Regions from separate parts of the Mus musculus genome. Here region 1 is linked to region 2. Evidence: chromatin contacts called from public promoter capture Hi-C data. All regions are on one chromosome and are shown on one strand. The core of a region is the stretch at or near the end of the contact, and the rest is flanking DNA. Distances in the headings are between cores, read along the strand shown.

Region 1 (6,636 bases), core at 892-3,391, 160 kb before region 2:
TGAGGTGGGTCATGGGTAAAACACAACATGTCTGCATAGCTTTTGTTCTTACGCTTCGCTTTTCATGGTTTGGTTGATGGTGTGGTGGCTTCTTGGGTAGGCCAATGTTGGAACACTAGTGCTTCTGACTTACCTTAGCAAACTCACTAACTGTTAATTTCTTGCTTTATGAACTTATATGTTAGGGAGTATAGTTTCTACCCTTGTAGAATACTGTGTGTGTATTCTCTCATAATTTCATTGAGCATAGTTAGAGAAAACTGGTGTTTACAAGGTGGTGTGAATCTCATTCACCCATTTTTAATTAAGTTCTCTCTCCGATTGCTCAGCTATAGAAATTCTTTACTTTAAACACAAATCCTATCCTAGATCAGTGTTTGGCACGTATTGTTCCAGTGCTGAGGGATGCCTTCCAACTCTCCTGATGCCATTGTATAAAAGTACACAGTTTTTAATTTTCATGAAATCCATCTTGTCTTCTTTTGTGTCTCTTGTTCTTTTTGTCATTTGTAAGAAGCAATCTAAGGTTACAATGGATTTCCTTTTGTGACTTCTATAACTTTAATTTTAATTAATTTTATGTGGTGTGCAATGAAGATCTACATATACTTGAATCACTTGTTGAAAAGAAAAGACCATTCTTTTCCCATTGAATGTTTGACACCCTTGCCAAAATGTGAATTCTCAATTTGATTCCATTGATCTGGATACCCATCTGTGATAAAGTCCCTAATGTGTTGGTTTGATTTAATGTAGTTTTCTACCCTTTGAGACAGGGAGGTATGAGGCTGCAACCTCAGAGTAATGTTGACTATTCTGCATTTCTTGTACTGCTGTATCACTTTTTCAGAGAATTGTTAATCTCACTGCAAGTGGCTGGGGTTTTAGTGGCGTTGACTCGGCAGAGCTAATGTTTCCCACCCATAAACAGAAGACCTTCCACTTACTTGGCGGTTCCTTTCAACAGGGTTTTCTTTTCAATCCCCTTTTCTCAGTGGTTTCAGTTTGCTGTGTGCATCGTGCAGCACTAAAATCCATTGTTCTTATTTATTTTCTGACCAATTTGAATCTGAGTTTAAAATATTCTTCAACAGTCTTAACATAAAAAAATTAAAACACGAATCAAAATTTTATTATTTATTTATTATTTTTGTGGGGGGGGGGTTCAAGACAGGGTTTCTTTGTGTAGCCCTGGCTGTCCTGGAACTCACTCGGTAGACCAGGCTGTCCTGGAACTCAGAAATCCGCCTGCCTCTGCCTCCCAAGTGCTGGGATTAAAGGCGTGTGCCACCACTACCCAGCCATGAATCAAAATTTTATTTTTAATTCCTAGTTGAACCTTCTCTCTAAAAATGTATTTATACAATACATTCTCCATGTGATATTTTTTCTTTTCTTTGTTTTTTTTTTTTTTTTTAAGAATTGGGGCCTGTTTTAAGAGATTCTAGACACATACACATTGCTATTCCATCTGGGGAAATTTACTGATTGTGGCAATCAAATGAATACGTACCTCTGCTTTCTCTTCACGGGCCTCACTTAGAGATAACCTTCCAGGTTGTGCCTCAGAGATGTCACGTGACCCATTTCTGTATCTTTGTGCGGTCCCACCGGGCCTCACTTGCAGGTGCTTCCTGCTTTTATGAGTAAAGGGTTGTTGTGAGTCTAGTCCACGGGCTGGCAAAGCAGCTTTCTTCTCTACTTGTTTCTCCCACTCGGGAAGTCCATACATAATTTAATTACATGTTTCTTCTGGGAACAAGAAAGGGAGACTACAGAGAGTAAAAGCACTTTTCTTCCATGAAAAAAATGTCCTCTTTGGGTTAAGCAAGCCACTTAAGGCCGGAAGGAAGGAACAGATGTTCAGCTAAAGTGGAAGTGCAGATCCACTGTGGGAACTTCAGAGTCACATGTTGGTTTTTCTAGATGGAATCTACGAGGATGGACTTCTCCTGGATCACTCCAGTATTTGTTGGCAGAGCAGATGCTATAAATTTGAATGGGACTTTAGTATCCAAACAGGATTTTAAGCACAGTACTAGTAGAAAATTGACATTTGGCCTGTGAAATTCAGTGACAGATGCTCATATTAGAGACAGTCATGGTGACTGACCCCAGAGCAGGATGGGGGTGAGGGGAGGGGAGGAGAGGAGGACAGTGAAGCCGGTAACTTGTTATGCTTATGTTCAGGAGCAAGCTGGACAAGAGAAGAGATGCCTTTTTCTTTTCTTCACAACGTAAAAAGAAATTCTCAAATCCAAATAAAACGACCACAAAACCCCAGGTTGCTAAAGCCTCCCTGAGGGAAAAGAAAGCAAGAGGTCTTATGTAGCTTACTCCACATTGAACAAAGCTGTAGAGATTGAAGTAGCATGGCCCTGGGTAAAGCAGAGCTTTGGAGCCGAGTAGAGGCTAGTGTAGACCTAGCATCCATGGCGGTGGTGAGTTGAGGAGGGATGGCCTTTACAGTGCTAGTGCTGGGAAAGTTGGATGTACACAAAGACACAGATGATGATACTACACCCTCACCTCTCACCAGTTCGAAAAACCAATCCCAATACAGGGCCTAAACCAAAATGTTGAGAAGAAAACACAGAAATATTTTAAGGTATTGAAATGGCTAAGATTTGGGGGGGGGGGGCAGGATAGAGTAACAAGACTCTCAAGCACAGGAAAAGAAAGCAAAATAAACACATGCCATCAAACTGGAAGCCTGCTACTGAACCAGAGCAAGTGGGGACGCGCTCCAGAGTGAGAGAATGTCACCTGCAAATTATTCAGTTGACCAGGGGCTAATAGTCAGAACCTGGAAGGAACTCCAGGAGCCAAACAGACAAAAAGCTGGGGACAAAAGCACTACATAGTCATTTTAAAAACATGCAGATGACCACACGTGTGAAAAAATGCTCAGGGTCTTTAATCATCAGGGAAATGTAGTGAAACTGCAAGGTGTCACTTCACCTTATTAAGAATGGCATCACCAGGAAGACTAAAGGCAGGTCCTGGGGACGACAGATAGGAAGTGGCCTTTAGACTGTTGGTTGGAATGTAACGTAGGATACTTAAGAGAGGTCTTTAAAAACGCCAAAGCAAAACTATTATAGGATACAGATAAACTACTATTGGGTATATAAACAAAAGAGACAATTTAAAAATAAATAAATAAACATCTTCACTCTCATGCTTAATTTTACAACTATTCACACAAGCCCAGGAATGGTACATTGTAAGTACCCTGACAGATGTACAAAGTGTGGTGGTGCGTACACACAGTGGGATATCATTCAGGTGTAAAAAGAATGAAATTGTCATTTGTGACATGAATAGAACTAAGATCACAGTAAGCCAGGCATAGAAGAAAGGTGGGTACTATGTGGAGCTCAGACAGGTAGAGTCTTAAAACGTTTGTCTTGTGAAAGTTGAAAACATACTGGTACTTTACCACAGGTTTACGAGGGGGGAAGAATGAGAAACCGCCCGTCGGTGGACACTTAGGGAAAAGACATCAGTGTAGAGCACTTGTGTAGCACACATGAGGCGTGGCTTGCTCTCCCTGCCTCAGGAGTTGTAGTGCACAGCTCACAATAACAGTATTTCAAAACAACCAGGAGGATTCTCAGTGGAAAGCTATGACAGATGTTCAGGAGATGGATGTGTAGACTCTGGCTTGAGCTTTACATAATACACACATATATTGAAATATTACACAACACAAAAAATATAGACGTAAGCACTAACATCAGTTAAGATTGATGCAGAGGTTGGAAAGGGCTTGGTAAGGTAGGAAGGTGAGAAGAACACACAGAAGTAAACATTCTTAGCAGGTCCTCAGATAAAGCACACGGCAGCTGACTCTTGGGACACTTTTAGACCTGTAATTGCTGTTCTCTTCACTCACAAATGAAATCAATTTTGCAGTCTTGGTTTGTTCATGTATGTGTGCGTGCATGCATGTGCGCGCGCTTGCACGGGCATGTGCGTGTTGCCTTCTGGATTGCAGAAAGTCTGATTTTTCATACTCAAAGAAGATTCTAGAAAATAACTTTTGAATTATTTCTGTTGAACATATGATTTCATTTTATATTTCAGGTCAAATATCAGTTATAGAACCACGTGTTTCTTTTAGTTCCCATTAATTGACTAATTCTTTGCTGTTTTATGTCTAGCTGTGGAGAGAAGTCTTTGCCTACTTCACTAGTCACTGACTTCACCTTAGGGAGAAATATGTTGTTTGAAGAAAGAAGTTTTCATTCTTTAGTTTCTTGTTCTACTTTAGACTTAAACATTTTGGGGAAAAATACAGTATGAATTTTATCCATGATAAAAAATTCACATCCTATCTTTTTTTGTTTTTGTTTTGTTTTTGTTTTGTTTTGTTTTGTTTTGTTTGTTTTTTTCGAGACAGGGTTTCTCTGTGTAGCCCTGGCTGTTCTGGAACTCACTCTGTAGACCAGGCTGGCCTCGAACTCAGAAATCTGCCTGCCTCTGCCTCCCGAGTGCTGGGGCGTGTGCCACCACACCCGGCTCATTTTCTTTTTGCCCATATGGAAATAACTTTGACATTATTATTATATGGTATACTGATTAGAAAAAATGGACAATGAAGAAATTATGTTGTTTGTTTTTAATGCCCATGAAGTCCAGTTTGTGTTGTTTATATATTCTTGGATATGTGCCCTTCATTGACACTATGGTTGGTTACCAAGGGCTGTGCTCGTGAAGAAAGCTGACTCCTTTTCTCAGCAGCTATTAATTAGCAGTGGTTTCTTTGGATGGGGGTGGGGGCATCTCTGCCCCCATTGATGCCCATCTCTGCTCTCCATATTGGGATTTGGTATGGCTTGAGCTTACACAGGTCTTGTATATGTCACAATTTCTGTGAGTTGATATGTGAAGCTGACCTGTTGAATCTGGAAGACACCATTTCCTTAGAGCCATTCCCCACCTTTGGCTCTTTCTTTCCACCCCTATCCCACAATGACCGCAGGCCCTTTCGAGAAGGAGCTTTGATATACCTGTGTCATTTGGGGCTGAGCTTTCCAGTCTCCTGCTCTCAGCACCGTAATCCATTGTGGATCCTGTGTTACTCACCATCTTCTTCGAATAGAAGCTTCTCTGAGGAGGGTTGAGGGATGGCACTAATCTATCGGTGTAAGATTCCGTCATTAGGAGTCAGTTTACTAGTTTGCCCATTTAGTAGGATAACAGTAGTAGGTTCCCCTCTAGAACCTATGGCTTGGCTAGTCTCAGTTCTTGGTTTCATGTTGCAGAGTGGGTCTTAAATCCACTTAGAAGGTAGTTGTGTTACTCCTGTGACAGTTGGGCCACTCTGTTCCAGTGGGCGTTTCTTGCCCGGCCACCTCTCACTGTGGCTTACACAGTCACAGCTGGGTAAGATTGATGCTTGCTGTTTCTCCCCTGGAGTGTGTGCGGCACCTCGAGACACTCTGGAAGCTTCCGGGTCAGCACCAGCTTGATATTTCCATGTTCTATTGGCTCAAGTTCAAAGTGTCTTCAGCAAGAGGGCTTCACTGTCAGGCTGGAGGGTAGCCAAGGGCGCTGGCACAGACCCCTAAATATTGTAGGCTCTTTCAGTGCACTTGGTTACCCTGTCTCTGATGGAAGCATGATGGATTCCTCTTGAGTCTAGTAGTAGCTTTTGGTTAATGTATTGAACGTCTCTTTTTTAAAAAAGATTTATTTACTTTATGTACATGAGTACTCTGTCTTCATGCATACCAGAAGAGGGCATCAAATCCCATTACAGATGGTTGTGAGCCACCATGTGGTTGCTGGGAATTGAACTCAAGACCTCTGAAGAGCAGCCTCTTAACCGCTGAGTCATCTCTCCAGCCCTTGTACACTTTTTTAAAGTATAAAGCAGTTAAAGGCAGGAAAACTTAGAGGTCTGGAAACTATTTGATTTATTTTAGTGCCCATTTTTATCATTTGGGTATTACTGAAGTATTTTCAATAGTTATTAGTCATGAAAAATTTGGGTTTTGGGTTTTTTTTTCTTCCTAATTGAACTGTTTCTCTGAAGCTACTTGGTTGTTATTCATTTTTTGCTTTAATAACAGGCCAGTGTCTCAGTTTTCCTTGTCGTTGCAGTTTTAGTATCAGAGTTAAGATGCCTCCATTACCGTTCTCCACTTAGAGCATGGGCGTTGCCGGTTCTCCACTCTAGACTGCTGCGTCTGGGGTTTGGATGGTGTCAGTCTTTACAGCTTCTGACCTTCTTCTTTGCAATGATTGATCTTAAGTTTGAAATTTATCTGCATTGGCATGTAGCGGATTTTTTTTCCTTTAGTCCGTGTCTGTGGCAGTGAGTTTTTTTGTTCCTCGTTTTTTTTTTCTTACATTTTCTTATTCTAACTAATGTGTTGCTCATTTTTGTTTTATATCTAAAGAGCTGTCTTTATTTTTAAATGTTTTTTTCCTAATTTCTGCTTTTCTCAGTACGAGCTTCTCTTCATCAGTGTTACTGATAATTGAGGTCGGCTTTCCTGTTTGAGTATGTTTCTTTCATTAAAGGCATTGCAGTGAGAAGTGGAAGCGCTTCCTCCGTGTTCAGAGTTGCAGCACAGACACTCGACAGGCAGTTGCTTCACTTGGAACTAACGTTCCCTTATGCGC
Region 2 (7,091 bases), core at 4,222-6,721:
CAGTGGGTAAGAGCACTGACTGCTCTTCCAAAGGTCCTGAGTTCAAATCCCAGCAACCACATGGTGGCTCACAACCATCCGTAATGAGATCTGATGCCCTCTTCCTGTGTGTCTGAAGACAGCTACAGTGTACTTAGATATAATAATAAATAAATCTTTTTAAAAAAAGAGTTTTTAAAAATTTTAAAACCATCCTTTAAAAAATACACCTTTATACTCTGCTTAGATACTAATACTGAATCAAGAGCAACAGAGTTCCTAGCAGATCAATACAAACCTAACATTGTTTTTAAGCGAGGGAGAAGTCCTCAATTATAATCAACAGAATGGATTATCTGCTTTCTTTGCTTGTTTGAAATTTGGTGTTACTTGTTATAGTTCAAACAAAATAAAGAATTGAAACTTTTCAAAATTAAGCTGGAAGCAATGGCACACATTGGTAATGCTAGCATTCGGATGTAGGGGCAGGATGGAGGCAGAGGGTCAGGAGTTCAAGATTATTCTTGGCTACTTATTAAATGTGAGGACAGCCTGGGCTACATGAGATCCTCCTTAAAAGAGAAAGAATACAAAGTTATCAGTTTTACTCTGAGAAACTGACAACATTTTTTATTTATGGTTTGGGGAAAAGTCTATTTTAAAAAACTCAGCTCAAAGGCCCTAAATTATTGTAGTCACAGGTTTGGAGATTAAAATAGCTATTTCAGCACTCTAATACACAACATATACAGATTTTTGAAGGGAAGAAACAGAAAGGCAAACTGGAAGGGTGTGCACGCTTCCTAAGCTTGGGATCTGGGTAGAAGTCAAGCATCTGGCAGAGTGCAGTCAACCCCGGCCCCAGCGCTGTTAGTCTGCCCGGAAAACACCCCAGCACGCAGCATCCCACACTCGGCAACAGCTCTACCTCAAAAGGAGACTCTTGCTTTCTTGGCTTTCCTTGTCTTTCTGCTTGAGAGAATTGCTTAGTCATTTCTTAGTCAAAAACTAATTTTAAATTGTCAACAATCTGAGATATTATTTAAGCAGAACAACTAACAGACTTGTGACATTTCAATCTTAGGAAAACCCCCATGAGTGTCTGGTGACAAGTGACTTCACAAATGAAATGGGGAGACCACAGCAGGGCTGCAAGCAAGCTTCGGCAGTCAACCTTGGCACATTATGCTTGACCCATTACTGTGCCACAACTCTACATAGTAGAATATGTCTAACACACTCTAAAAACAGAACAAAACTAATACATTAGGTATAGAAGACATCTGGCCAGGCGGTGGTGGCGCACACCTTTAATCCCAGCACTCGGGAGGCAGAGGCAGGCAGATTTCTAAGTTCGAGACCAGCCTGCTCTACAGAGTGAGTTCCAGGACATCCAGGGTTACACAGAGAAACCCTGTCTCAGAAAAACCAAAAAAAAAAAAAAAAAAAAAGAAGACATCTGAATGTCACATGTAGTAAGGAAAGGTAGTTTCATGAGACTTGTGTTAGATAAACATAATATATATTTATATATGTTATATATTACATATATATAATATAATATAGGAGGAATATGTATCCATCTACCTACATGCTACATATTGGGTGGCAACATAAGGCATGTCTTATTAGGAAGAGTAGGGAAAAAAGCTTTGAACTTCAGGATTTCCAGTTCATTTCCTTTTATATAAAATCACACAGCATATGCAGTGTGTCCTAACAGCATGGAAGGTTTGGGGTAAGATCTTAGGACACTGAGGACACGTTTCTCTTACCATAGATAGCCTCTTGACCGATTACAGTGCAGGGCAGCAGAGACTTGAGAAATTGGTGCAGACAGAAGGGAGACTTTGCCAGGAATAAGCACTATCTTCTAGAAGCCTATCAACTGACCTGAATTTTACACACAAGGGAGTCAGTTTAGCATGAGCCACTTTGCTAAGCCTGGACTCCTCTCTGGGATCCACTACACTTGCATACCCACTTCTGTTGGTTCAACATGGTGCCAACTCTTCTGGGGAAAGCCTTCACACCAGAGCCATATAATAAAAGGCAGTTCTGAGTCCCTTGAACAGGGCATTATAGGAAATTCTGCCATTTGAGTTTACAGTGTTCTGGAAACATGGCTGCGAGCCCTTGACAGAAACAAAGGCAGCCTTCTGGGAAAAAGTTTCACACAATGGAGAGACTGGGAGTTTAACTAGCTATAGAAATACCCAACCCCAACCAGGAAGTGGGGTGTTTACATAGCCAGTCCTCTTGGTGGCTACTTCTGGCTACTGGCAGTCTTAATGTAATGATGCTGATTAAAAGAACAGCCCACTGAGGACCTCAACTCCACTTGTATACTGCATTTGGAGTAGCTGTGAAACTATGCTCACGTTTGTTCGGGAATGACTTTGTATAGGAAAACCTTCCTTATTAAAAAAAGATTTTAGACCCTGTTCAAAATGTTAAAGAACACTATGTGTAGTCACCTGGTGCTTGGCAGTTAAAAACATCTGGAGCAAAAAAGCATTTTCCTGTCTCTTCAGCAATCAAGGCATAGTCCACCTGGCTGAGACCGCTCACAGCTGGCAAGAACAAATTCCACAGGCCCTCTGCTTTGGCTATTTCCTGTCAAGGGGATGGACAAGTGATTACAATTTACCAAACAAAGTAGGTTATTTTAAACAGTTATTGGTGGTAATGCTTTTTGAAATATAAAAGCATTTAAGGATGTTATTTCATTGTATAGCAACTCACTGAAAGTCAGCAGTTGCTTAATAATTAAGGAAATGTCTTGCTTTCCAGGCTCCCTTAGTCTTGGCTCTAAAACTACATTTGCACACTTAAACGCTTCTCATTCAGACAGAATGGTTACAACGACCCCCACACACACATTTGAGTGTAAATCTTACATGCATTACAGGTTAAGATCTGAAAACATGTTACCTGCATGTGACCTGACACCATACTGCACAAATGTCCTGCTTGGCCTTGCTCCTTGCTGGACAAACCCAGGACCTTGCATGGACAAGAGAGGAGCTCTCCCACTAAGTCAGAGCCCAGCTTCTGTGTCCCACAGCCTGCTCTGGCTTCAGCTCACTTCAGAGATGGTGAGCAAGGAGCAGCATAATGAGACTAGTGCATCAGAGCCACAGTCAGGAGGCCAAGTAGGACAGGTCTGATAGTCGCTCTTTTCTCCCCTCCCCTCCCCTCCCCTCCCCTCCCCTTCCCTCCCCTCCCCTCCCCTCCCCTCACCCCACTTGCTTCCTTTCTATCCACAAAGGAACTCATACAGCAGCTCTGGCTCACTATGTAGCCCAGGCTAGCCTCTAACTTGCAGCAATCCTCCACCTTCAGCCTCAGCTCCCCTCCCAAGTGCTAGCTGAATTACAGGTGTGGGTCACCACAAACAAATAAGATTTTTAAAAACCCAGATTTTAAAAAACCTTGTATTTTTAAGAAAGTTATTTCTGATGGCCAGACATAGTGTTATATGCCTTTAATCCTAGCACTTGGGAGACTGAGGCAGGTGGGTCTCTTTGAGTTTGAGGCTAGCCTGGTCTACAAATCAAATTCCAGAACAGCCATGGCTACACAGAGAAACCCTGTCTTGAAAAACAAGAGACAAAAAACAAACCAAAACAAACACCCCAAAAAAAGAGTTATTCCTGGAGCATGAGGTATCATGCCTATCATCCAGACACTTGGGCAGCAGAAGCAGGAGGACTGCCACGAGTTGAGTCCAGCCTGATCAATGTATCAAGACCATAAAGAAAAGGGAAAAGTTATTATCATTGAGGTTATCCTTTATCTACATGACGATGATAATTAAGGGCCCCCAAACATGCAGCTCCCCATGTTGAGTGCCTTCTTGTCTCTCTTACCTTTAGTTTTTCGATCACTAAGGGGTGTCCCCACTTTTCCGCTGAGTTTCCACTTTGAGCATAGTATTCAGCTACTTCCTTAAGACAGTGAAGAGAAAATGATTAGACCAAGTTAGTACAAAGCCACAATGTCATGAAAACCATGAGTGTGTGTGTGTGTGTGTGTGTGCACGCGCTCGCGTGTGCTGGCGCATTCAAATATGTGTGGGCTGGAACTCCTAATTCTGCATCAGCTGCCTAAGCGCTGGGATTACAGGCATGTGTCACCATCCTGGTTAGTAATGTTTCTTTTTATTAATAGGTGCAGAATAAAAAAACTTCTAAATATTTGTTCATCAAAAATTATTCTGATCCGGGCGTGGTGGCACAGGCCTTTAATCCCGGCACTCGGGAGGCAGAGGCAGGCAGATTTCTGACTTCGAGGCCAGCCTGGTCTACAAAGTGAGTTCCAGGACAGCCAGGGCTACACAGAGAAACCCTGTCTTGAAAAACCAAACAAAAAAAATTATTCTGCCTCGATATTAGACAGTAATAGACAGTAATAATCTGATTCCCAAGGTTTACATATTCTGTCTCCAGCAACATGGTACACAGTGGGCATAGAAACCTCTCAACTAAAAAGGCTGGGTGAGGCCGGGTGTGGTGGCACAGGCCTTTAATCCCGGCACTCGGGAGGCAGAGGCAGGCAGATTTCAGAGTTCAAGGCCAGCCTACAAAGTGAGTTACCAGGACAGCCAGGACTAAACAGAGAAACCCTGTCTCAAAAAAAAAAAAAAAAAAAAAAAAAAAGGCTGGGTGAAGTGTTACCAGTTGAAGATATATTAAGTAATGCACAGTTGTTCTGGAAGAAAACAACAAAACAGCTTCATCCTTCAGGCAGGCAGGAGGATGGGAACTAAAGTTTGTCCTCTGGGCTATGGAGGCTGACCTAGGCCTTGGTTCTCAATGGGCCACATCAGTCGGGCACAGGCTCATGATAAGGCCAGGGGCTGGACAGAGCATTTGGAACTTTGGTTCCATCAAAGCCAGGAGGCTTGAGAAGTGAAACCCAAGGAGGGAACAAATAGAACAGAGAAACACACAGAAAATCTGCACCTTTGGAGGCACAGCCTGGGGAGAAAGCCTTCACACAGCTCTCCGTTTGCAGTGAAACAGAAGAGAGAAATGTCAGGCTCAGAAACCTGCCTTCATCCAAGCCTGGGATCTAAATGCCAGACCTGAGCGGCCCTCAAACCTCACACCCAAATTAAGTTTACAATGTCCTGCCAGCAGTGGCCCCAAACAGCTGTCCAGAACTAAACCAGCCCTTCTAGAGGAAAGAGTTTGGTACAAAAACTCATGTGACTCCTTCAGAAAAAAAAAAAAAAAAAGAATTCACTCCACAGTCCATCCTGAAAAATCCCTAATCGCTGCAGGAAACCAGCCACCACAGGCAAGAATCAGCAAAACAGCCGTGTTTCCTTACAGCCACAGATATTGCTTACATTCACAGCATAAAATAGTTGTGGTGAGTAGATTCCAAAAAGAAAGAAAGGAATTACAAGATTGACAATGGGCTACTAAAACAAACTTGGGAAGCAAGCCAAGGAAACGGAAGCCTTGGCAATGAACCGTAAGAAGGCTACCGCTGGCAAGCTCCAGTACAGCTTCTTAAAGGCTGGTGGGACCGGAAGCTTCTCCTGCCCCCCGGGGAGGCCCTGGGGACCAACAGAGCAGGCGAGCACCTACAGTCCTTTGTTGAGTCTGGGCCTTTCTTCTTTAAGGGCTCTCTGGACATTTTTCACACTCTCCAAAGTTAGACTATGGAGAACTGAACAACACGGCAGGAAGAGCTAAAGCAATTACTTAGTTCAGAAACTTGAGAGAAGAAAAGTGTGAGTGAAAAAGGATATGCCGGACCCAGGAGACTGAGTGCTTACTTCCACGGCAACCATGAAGCTAGCAATGGGAGAGGACAGTGAGACGGCTCAGAGGGGAAGGGTACTTGCTGCCAAGACTGGCGGTGACCAGAGTTCGATCCCGCAGATCCGACTTCAATATGCATACCAACCCCCCCAAATAAATGAACAAATGTAATTACAAGGTCAAAAGGAAACTGAAGGGTGAAATCTTCAACTCCTGAGAGAAAGTAATTAACAACCTGGAATTCATATCCCAAACTGTTGGCTGCTGCTGCTGCTGGTGGCGGCACCCGTACCTATCATCTTAGCCCTCGAGAAGCTGAGGCAGGAGGATCATGAGTTTGAGGCCAGACTGAACTAATTAGGGAGACCCTGTCTCAAAACATTAAAGATTTAGGACAAAATAAAAGTATCATCAATAGGCAAGGTACTACCTATCCCCTCAAAAACAAAACAAAGCAAACACCAACCAAAGGGCAGCCACAAAAGCTCCCGCAGACTCTCAGCAAAGCAGCTCGGCTCCAAGAGAAACATCTGAGTTGCAAGAATGAACGATAAAGTAATAACAAAGTGGGAAAGTCTAAATTACACTGTTCAGGCCGAATAGTAACCTCTGCTTTGTACAACTGAAAGAGTACAATAGAAATAGGGGATGATAGTTCTACAAAAGCTTAGAGATGCAGTTATAAATACTTACAGCATCTCTTTATCAACTACTCTCTCTACACGTCAGCTAAAAGAATCATGGGGTTAAAGGTCATGGGAACTGTCAAAGCTTTTGGTGTGAATCATCAGGTTATTGTAGATTATTCTCCCAAACTACACTGCTTTTGGCAATTGACTACCATGTTCCTTTTAGGGAAGCAAGGCTTGTCTGGGGTCCAGCAATGTACAAGGCAGAGGCTCGCACTTTCAAAGGCTCCAGGATGGAGGGCGCTTGTCACATCTGTCAGGGAAATCGCTAGGCTTTCTGTTTGGGGCTGCATATTATGCCTGTTCCTAGGGGGCCATAGAAGGTCAGTGCCATTCATTGTGTTTGGTAATGAGTATATTAGGGAAGATGTTTATGGTGTCCTCATTCTGCCTACCTCATTATGACGCTACAGTTCTGAGAACCAAATCCTACCTGTGTTTACATGCCCGAGAAGGGTGGGTTCATCTTAAGCCATGCTAAAGAGATAGGAGGAGTAACTACTAATTACTCCTTTCATGAAATACTATACTTTTCCTTCCAAGAATTAACTGCCCCTAGCCCAGATTCCCGTGAGCTGAGCCACCTTGGGGTTTAGCTTGGTCTGCCCATCTTTCTGACTCAACTTTCCCCGTTCCTTCACTTTGG

The links. Capture Hi-C pulls out chosen DNA fragments and counts their contacts.
Region 1: a promoter capture Hi-C map of adipose tissue shows a contact between it and region 2. The contact joins two enhancer-like sites. A contact is called at or near these places in 2 of 39 promoter capture datasets (3T3-L1-derived adipocytes and hippocampal neurons), 1 of 484 Hi-C or Micro-C datasets (epidermal suprabasal cells) and 3 of 9 other capture datasets (adipose tissue, liver and pancreatic islet).

Annotation. Positions count from the first base shown.
Region 1 is chr9:104,239,251-104,245,886 of GRCm38.p6, reverse strand. The region is part of intron 2 of Dnajc13 (DnaJ heat shock protein family (Hsp40) member C13); the gene reads left to right. Among named protein-coding and RNA genes, the nearest start is that of Dnajc13, 20 kb to the left of the region's middle. Within about 2 kb of position 2,141, at least 57 of the 459 cell types and tissues checked have an H3K27ac peak or open chromatin away from gene starts, as enhancers often do. A contact at or near this core is called in adipose tissue, where this site is marked.
Region 2 is chr9:104,087,096-104,094,186 of GRCm38.p6, reverse strand. Acad11 (acyl-Coenzyme A dehydrogenase family, member 11) reads right to left here. Exons shown (of 20, transcript NM_175324.4): 10 at 3,852-3,929; 11 at 2,457-2,595. Among named protein-coding and RNA genes, the nearest start is that of Acad11, 27 kb to the right of the region's middle. Within about 2 kb of position 5,471, at least 46 of the 459 cell types and tissues checked have an H3K27ac peak or open chromatin away from gene starts, as enhancers often do. A contact at or near this core is called in adipose tissue, where this site is marked.